Linked DNA regions of Mus musculus: region 2 is linked to region 1. The links are chromatin contacts, called in public HiChIP or PLAC-seq maps. All regions are on one chromosome and are shown on one strand. The core of a region is the stretch at or near the end of the contact, and the rest is flanking DNA. Distances in the headings are between cores, read along the strand shown. Region 1 has its middle 10 kb from the start of D7Ertd128e. Region 2 holds the start of Fxyd3 (FXYD domain-containing ion transport regulator 3).

What was found. HiChIP or PLAC-seq counts read pairs in DNA pulled down with a chosen protein or histone mark.
Region 2: an H3K27ac HiChIP or PLAC-seq map of trophoblast stem cells shows a contact between it and region 1, with 10 read pairs. The contact joins the promoter of Fxyd3 here to the enhancer-like site in region 1. A contact is called at or near these places in 11 of 39 promoter capture datasets (the C10 cell line, the HPC-7 cell line, cranial neural crest and 8 more), 8 of 484 Hi-C or Micro-C datasets (CD8 T cells, bone marrow-derived macrophages, embryonic stem cells and 2 more), 2 of 115 datasets of contacts at active chromatin or transcription factors (effector CD8 T cells and trophoblast stem cells) and 5 of 9 other capture datasets (adipose tissue, embryonic stem cells, liver and 2 more).

Annotation. Positions count from the first base shown.
Region 1 is chr7:30,890,530-30,893,621 of GRCm38.p6, forward strand. No RefSeq gene overlaps it. Among named protein-coding and RNA genes, the nearest start is that of D7Ertd128e, 10 kb to the left of the region's middle. Within about 2 kb of position 1,597, at least 27 of the 459 cell types and tissues checked have an H3K27ac peak or open chromatin away from gene starts, as enhancers often do. A contact at or near this core is called in trophoblast stem cells, where this site is marked.
Region 2 is chr7:31,075,069-31,077,989 of GRCm38.p6, forward strand. Fxyd3 (FXYD domain-containing ion transport regulator 3) reads right to left here and starts at 1,629. Exons shown (of 8, transcript NM_008557.2): 1 at 1,553-1,629.

The sequences.
Region 1 (3,092 bases), core at 347-2,846:
ATTCTGGAGATCCTTTCAGAGTGAAAGCGTCAGCCTCAACGGCTCACAGTTTTCCCACGGTGGCGGAATGATGGAGATGCAGGTGACATGACCCATTGCCCAGGCATCAGGACAAGGTGAAATGACCCTTGCCAGGGTGTCAGGACAGGGAGAAGGAGTGTTGTACTATGAGGTTTTAGCACAAGAGAGCAGGGTCTTAGTGGTCACAGACTCTGCATATTGACTGTGTGTGGCTATCACACACATGTAAAATTGTGAGATGAGACCCTGTGGAGCTGTACACACGCATTCCCACTGTGAGGTCCCTGCCGAGGACCTTGTACTGTAATTATGTAAATTGGGTGACTGCCACACAGACCTTTATGCTCTATCTTTGCCACTTCCTGTGTTGATAATTACTTAAAAATAGAAAGCTGAGAAAAGTAAAAAAATAAAACTAGGCCTGGTGGTGCAGGTGCTGAGGCAGGAGATTCATAAATTCAAGGACCATTTGAGCAACAAAGTAAGTTCAAAGCTCTTCTGAGTAACTTGGTGAGGTTGTCACAGAATTAGAAGTGAAGTTTGGATGTAACTCGGCAGTACAACACTTGCCTACAATCTCCCAGTGAGGGGGCTCAGTGGTAAAATACTTTTATAGCATGCAAGGGTTCCTAGGAGGTCCCAACTAAGAGAGAGACAGAGTTGGAAAGGAAAGAGGATAAAAAATAAATAAATAAAAATAAAACATTTGTTTTAGAGTGGGACTCCAGACCAGACGTCCAAATTACAACAGCCTTAGGTGGAGGACTTTCTTGGACTTGAATCCATCTCGGTTCCCGGAGGGAAGCCTGGGTTTTCTGCCACCCACGATGCTGAGACTGCACAGGAGGAAAAAGGTCATAGATGTCTTAGGGTAACCAAAGAGTTCTGGAAAAGTCCAGGGCATGGAGGCAGGACTCTTGGGAACAGTCGCTTTGATATTATTCTTTTTCCTTCCAGTGAGATAAATGATCTCCATTTAGGGCAACTTGACTGTCACATCCTCACTAAGAAAGCAATGGAGGCAGGAAAATGAGAGCGCTCAGGGCGGGCACTCTAAATCTGATTGTGACCCCCAGGCTCCTGGACAGAACTACGTACGGTACGTGAATGATGTTGGTGCCCCTCCCCAGGGCTTACAGGGTCATAATGCTTTACAACATTACAGGGAATAGCACAGCACGCGGTAAACAGGCCTGGGGTTTAGATTCCACGTTTCCAGTTGCCCTCCGTGACATCTCTGCCTCTGGTCTAAGGACAGTGATGATGTTGGTGTGATCGACTTTAAGGGTGTGTTGTGTGGTCACCCTTTCCAAATCACAAGTGCGTGAAATGCTTCCCGTGTGTCTGTGGCACAAAATGTATGGGTGCAAAAGGCAGCTGATGCTACTGCAGATGTGTCACTTGCTCGGTGGCCTGTGACCTCCTAGTGGCTGTTATGTCCCCCACGGGCTTGTATTTTGAACTCAGTCTCCAGTTGGTGGTACTGTTTTGAAAGGTCATGTGTGGAGCTTCCAGAAGCCGGAGTCTGATCTGACTGGCAGAAGTGGGAGGGACCCTAGGGGTGGACCTTGAAGGTTTACGTAGCCAAGCCCTTGTCTCACTCCCTACCTCCTGGTCCTGCGGGATGTGAGGAGACTCTGGTAATGCCATACCTCTTCCCACCATGATGGGCAGAAATGTCTGTGAAACCATCAGCTGAAGTGACCCTTTCCTCCCCTGACCTGTTTCTATGGGATGTTTGGTCGCATTGACAGATCACACCTCTGACTACTAAGTTGGACAGGAGGACCCTGGAGACTAAAATATGGTTTTCCACTCACTCTGCAGGGAAGATAGCTCAGAAAGGTTGACTTTAGGGGTGGGGCGGTGACCCCTGCCTGCCATCTTGCTGCCCCTGCCTGTGAGGTAAGCAGATGCGTCTGAGAGACCAAAGTTGGTGGGGAAGAAGGGACATGGTACTTCTGGGCTGTGAGTTCCCACCTCCCTCCATTGTGGCCAGAGCCCAGCCCTGCTTAGCCAGCCAAGCTTCAGGAAAGTTCTGGATGTAGCCTGCAGCCTTTTTTAACAGTGAGGAATGAAGGGGCTCTAGCTGCCCCGAGGGAGCATGGCAAATATGGCTCTAGCAGACCTTGCCCTTCTCCCCATTCCCGCTGCCTTGCTAAAAACCTGTTAGATCACATTCCTAAAGCTAGCTACCAAGGTCTGTTTCCTTATTTGGCCACTTCTTCCCCCTGGGGCTGACCACTGAGGTCCAGCTATCAAAAATCCTCTTTGGCCTCCTTAATTAACATGCCCAGTTAAAATTAAACACCCCACCCTAACCCAGGGTTTCCCCTTTCCCCTTTATAAACCGCTGTTGCCTACAGGCCTCGTCTGTCCCCCCATATCCAGAAGCAGGCCTTTGTCCCTCAGGACAAATATCCTTCCTCCCTTTCTCTGTTCCCTTCTCCTCCTTCCTCCTCTGTCTCCTGTCTTTGTCTCTTATTCCCTCCCTTTGTCCCTCTGGGGCAAATCAATCTCCTTTGTGCTGAGAATATGGTCTAGGTCTTTCCTGTGCCTTTCAAGCAAGTCCTTTCAAGGATAATGGATGTGCCTGCCCCGGCCAGTATCTAGGGATAGGGGCAGGTTAGGGTTGAATTACATCACCCCAGCTAGAAGTGACTCAGGAATAGAATCCAGACCAGACTGCTGCTCAGGCCACAATGCCTGCGGGCCCCTCCTCTTGCACAGATACCTGCAGGGATCCACCAAGACACTGAGACTCTGCGGCTAACAGAGTTCCTTCCACGTGTTGGGATCGCTCACCTGGAAACATACATTCATACCTAAGGGGTACAGCCAGACACACATCCTGCCCTCACTCGCGTTCCCTGACTGTTGCTTGGGAATCAGAGATCCTGGCTGGAGGGTTGTGCTGTAAAAACCCCTTCCTCAAAAAGCTATGATAAGGTACCCAACTCCCCATGTGGGTCCAGTTCCTCTTGTCAGAGATTGCACTATGCTGTCTATCTCGGATTCAGGAACCCTAACTCAGAGCCCCTGACATTGTAGTCTGTCTGTCTGCTCGTGGC
Region 2 (2,921 bases), core at 379-2,878, 180 kb after region 1:
TACGACTAAGTGCAAGGACAGACTGAACAATTTAGTGAGATATTGTCACAAAATAAAAAGTTTTTTTTTTTTTTTAAAAAAAAGGATATAAGATACAGCTCAGTGGTAGAGCCCCTGCCTAGAATCCCCCAGTGAAGGGCTGGAGGTGTGGCTCAGTGGTAGAGTACCTGCTTAGAATCCCCCTATGAGAGGCTGGGGGCGTGGCTCAGTGGTAGAGCCCCTGCCTAGAATCCCCCTGTGAGAGGCTGGGGGCGTGGCTCAGTGGTAGAGCCACTGCTTAGAATCCCTCAGAGAGGGGCTAGCAATGGAGGCTTGCTTAGCCTGCTCTTCAGGCCCTGGACTTAATTAACACTTATCACTCACACACACACACACACACACACACACACACACACACACACACATACCATGCACACACATACCCTGGACCCATTTGTTTAGATTAGACATATATTTCTTGTAGTTGATTTGGGGACTATTTCTCAGATGTCTAGGGCCCCAGCAAGCTTTGGGGAGCTCCAGTAGTGGTTAGGGGTCTCAGCTATGGATGCTTGTGGTCTAAGGCTGCCCCCTGATACTCTGTCACACATGCATGGGTTGCAGCTGAGTGCCCAGCCTATGCGGCCATTTTTCTCAGTTCCAGCCTGACTCCCTCATACTGTCTTTTCAGCTTGATGAAGCTGACACTGTTCTTATCCCACACAGCCATCACATGGGAATTCATCCTAACGCTGTGTGCTCTATCAATATGGCTGCTGAATCTCACCTCTTACACTTCTCTCTCCAGACTCTTCCAAGACCCCAAAGGACCACAATCTCTGAGTGAACCAGAGTGGGAGCCAGCACAGAGAGAACCAGCCTTGCTGGGACACTAAGCACCCCTCATCTGCTTCCTGCCTGTGCTAGTCAGAGGGCAGCTTCCGTGTTTTCCCCTACTCCAGGACGGTGGATGGTCATATCTGCAGGGTAGGATGCATACACCCTTGTCATCTGAGTCCCCATCTCCTAACCAAGTCCCGCTTTACAGCTTCCCTGGATCAGACTTCTCTCTCCTGGTGTTCATCTATCTTCCTTGTGCCCTAATAATACCTGGCCGCTCAGACACACACCTCCATCTGCTTCCTCCCCCCAGGGCACTTAAATTACTCTTCATCTACTTAGTTACCCCTAGACACCCCTCTACTCTCATCCACTGAGAAACCCTCAATCACGATATTACGATGTAGTCACTTCCTGTACACCCTGACACCTCAGATACCTCAGGTAAACCCAGACTTCTCATCTTCTCAGACCTCCCCCAGGCTTCCCCAATCCGTCTATGAATATCAGGTGAGTCCCCCCAGTTGTATAATCCAGTCCCACAGAGGTGAGCCATCTGGGACAATCAGCTGACAGAGGCGGGTAGTCTCCTGTCCCCATAAAAGAATCTTTAAGCAGGAAAGTTTTAGGGGTCTTTAACCCCAGTTTCTATGTAATAGGTGCAGTTAGAGGAGAGTTAGAGAGAGTGGGGGAGCAGAGGCTCAGGGAGGAAGGGGCCCCCAAGGCCACTCACCTGAGTAGCTCAACAGGCTGAGAGGTGGTTCCGGGAGAAAGCAGAGTATGGACTTGCCAAGCCGGGACAGCCTTTATCCACACTGCCACGCCCTGAGCAAACCTGGGCAGGCAGGCACAAGTCAGGTCTCCCTGAGGCGAGGGACGCCCCCACTCCATTCCTCCCTTAAAGAGACAGTTCTACTCATTCTTTAACTATAGTAGCCTCAGGTAAAGTGGAAGGGGACCAGGGTGGGCTGAGGATTGGAGGGAAGAGGGTGTGTCTGATCTCCCAAACATCAAAGGAGACTGGGAACGGGGAAGATTCTGGGGTCCTTAATGACAGACGCCCATCATCCTGGAACGATGTGGGAGAACGTGGAACATACATGTAATCTGTTTCTGATTTAGGTTGTAGTGGGGGTGGGGCTTTTTCTTTATTTGTTTGAGACAAGCTCTCACTATGTAGCTCTGGCTGGCCTGGGAACTCACACTACAGACCAGGCTGGACTTGATCTTGTTGAGAGTCACCCATCTCTGTCTCGCAGGCTGGGATTTAAGGCATGCACCACCAGTTGTTGTTTTGTTTGGGGATGCACCCACTGGCATTTGTAGGGAACTAAAGCCCACTCTCCATTCTGCATTCTTTGTTGGCAGGGGTTAATAAAAGACACTGACAAGGCCAAAGTTGTAATAGGAAGAAGGCACTCAAGTGGTGGGTAGAAGTTGGGGAAGGTCTGGTTCTTGGGGTTCATAGACCAGGCCCCAGAAGACTGAAAACCGAACTGACTTTCAACGTTTCTCTCAGAGATGAGGAGATGTCGGGTGGACGTTCAATCTACGGAGTGGGTGTGGGCATGGATGTGGATGTCAAAGTTGTCTTCCTCTACTGCAGATGAGTTCCCTGTACTCTACAAGCCCCCACCCTTCCCTGCCCCCTGTCCAAATGGCACTCCTTCCGCCTGGGGTCTGTAAGGCTCCCACATGGTCCCTGCTGGAGGTGCCCCCTCCCCCAAAATTCTTCCTCCTTACACAGAAGAACTTTTGTCCGGGGTCTGGATGGAGAACAAGGCACCATTGAGTGGCTGGCAGAGGATTGGGGTCACCGGGAGGGGCAGGGCCAGGAAAGGGGTGGCTTCTATTCGGCCACCAGCTGGACTCCAGACGACCCCCAACACTATGGTGAAGGCGGTAGGGTGGAGACCCAGAGGCACCAGGCTTGGGAGAGGTTGCTGTTGTGGGTGTGGAGAGGAAAGTTTAAGGGAACTTAGGGCCAAGGGTCTGTGGGGCAAGGAAAAGGACTCCCCACTTCTCGCCAAGGCCTCCCTCCCTGATGTAGCTCACTTAACTATGATAGTCTGTGTTCCCTGTTGGTAGCTCCTGATCTTCAG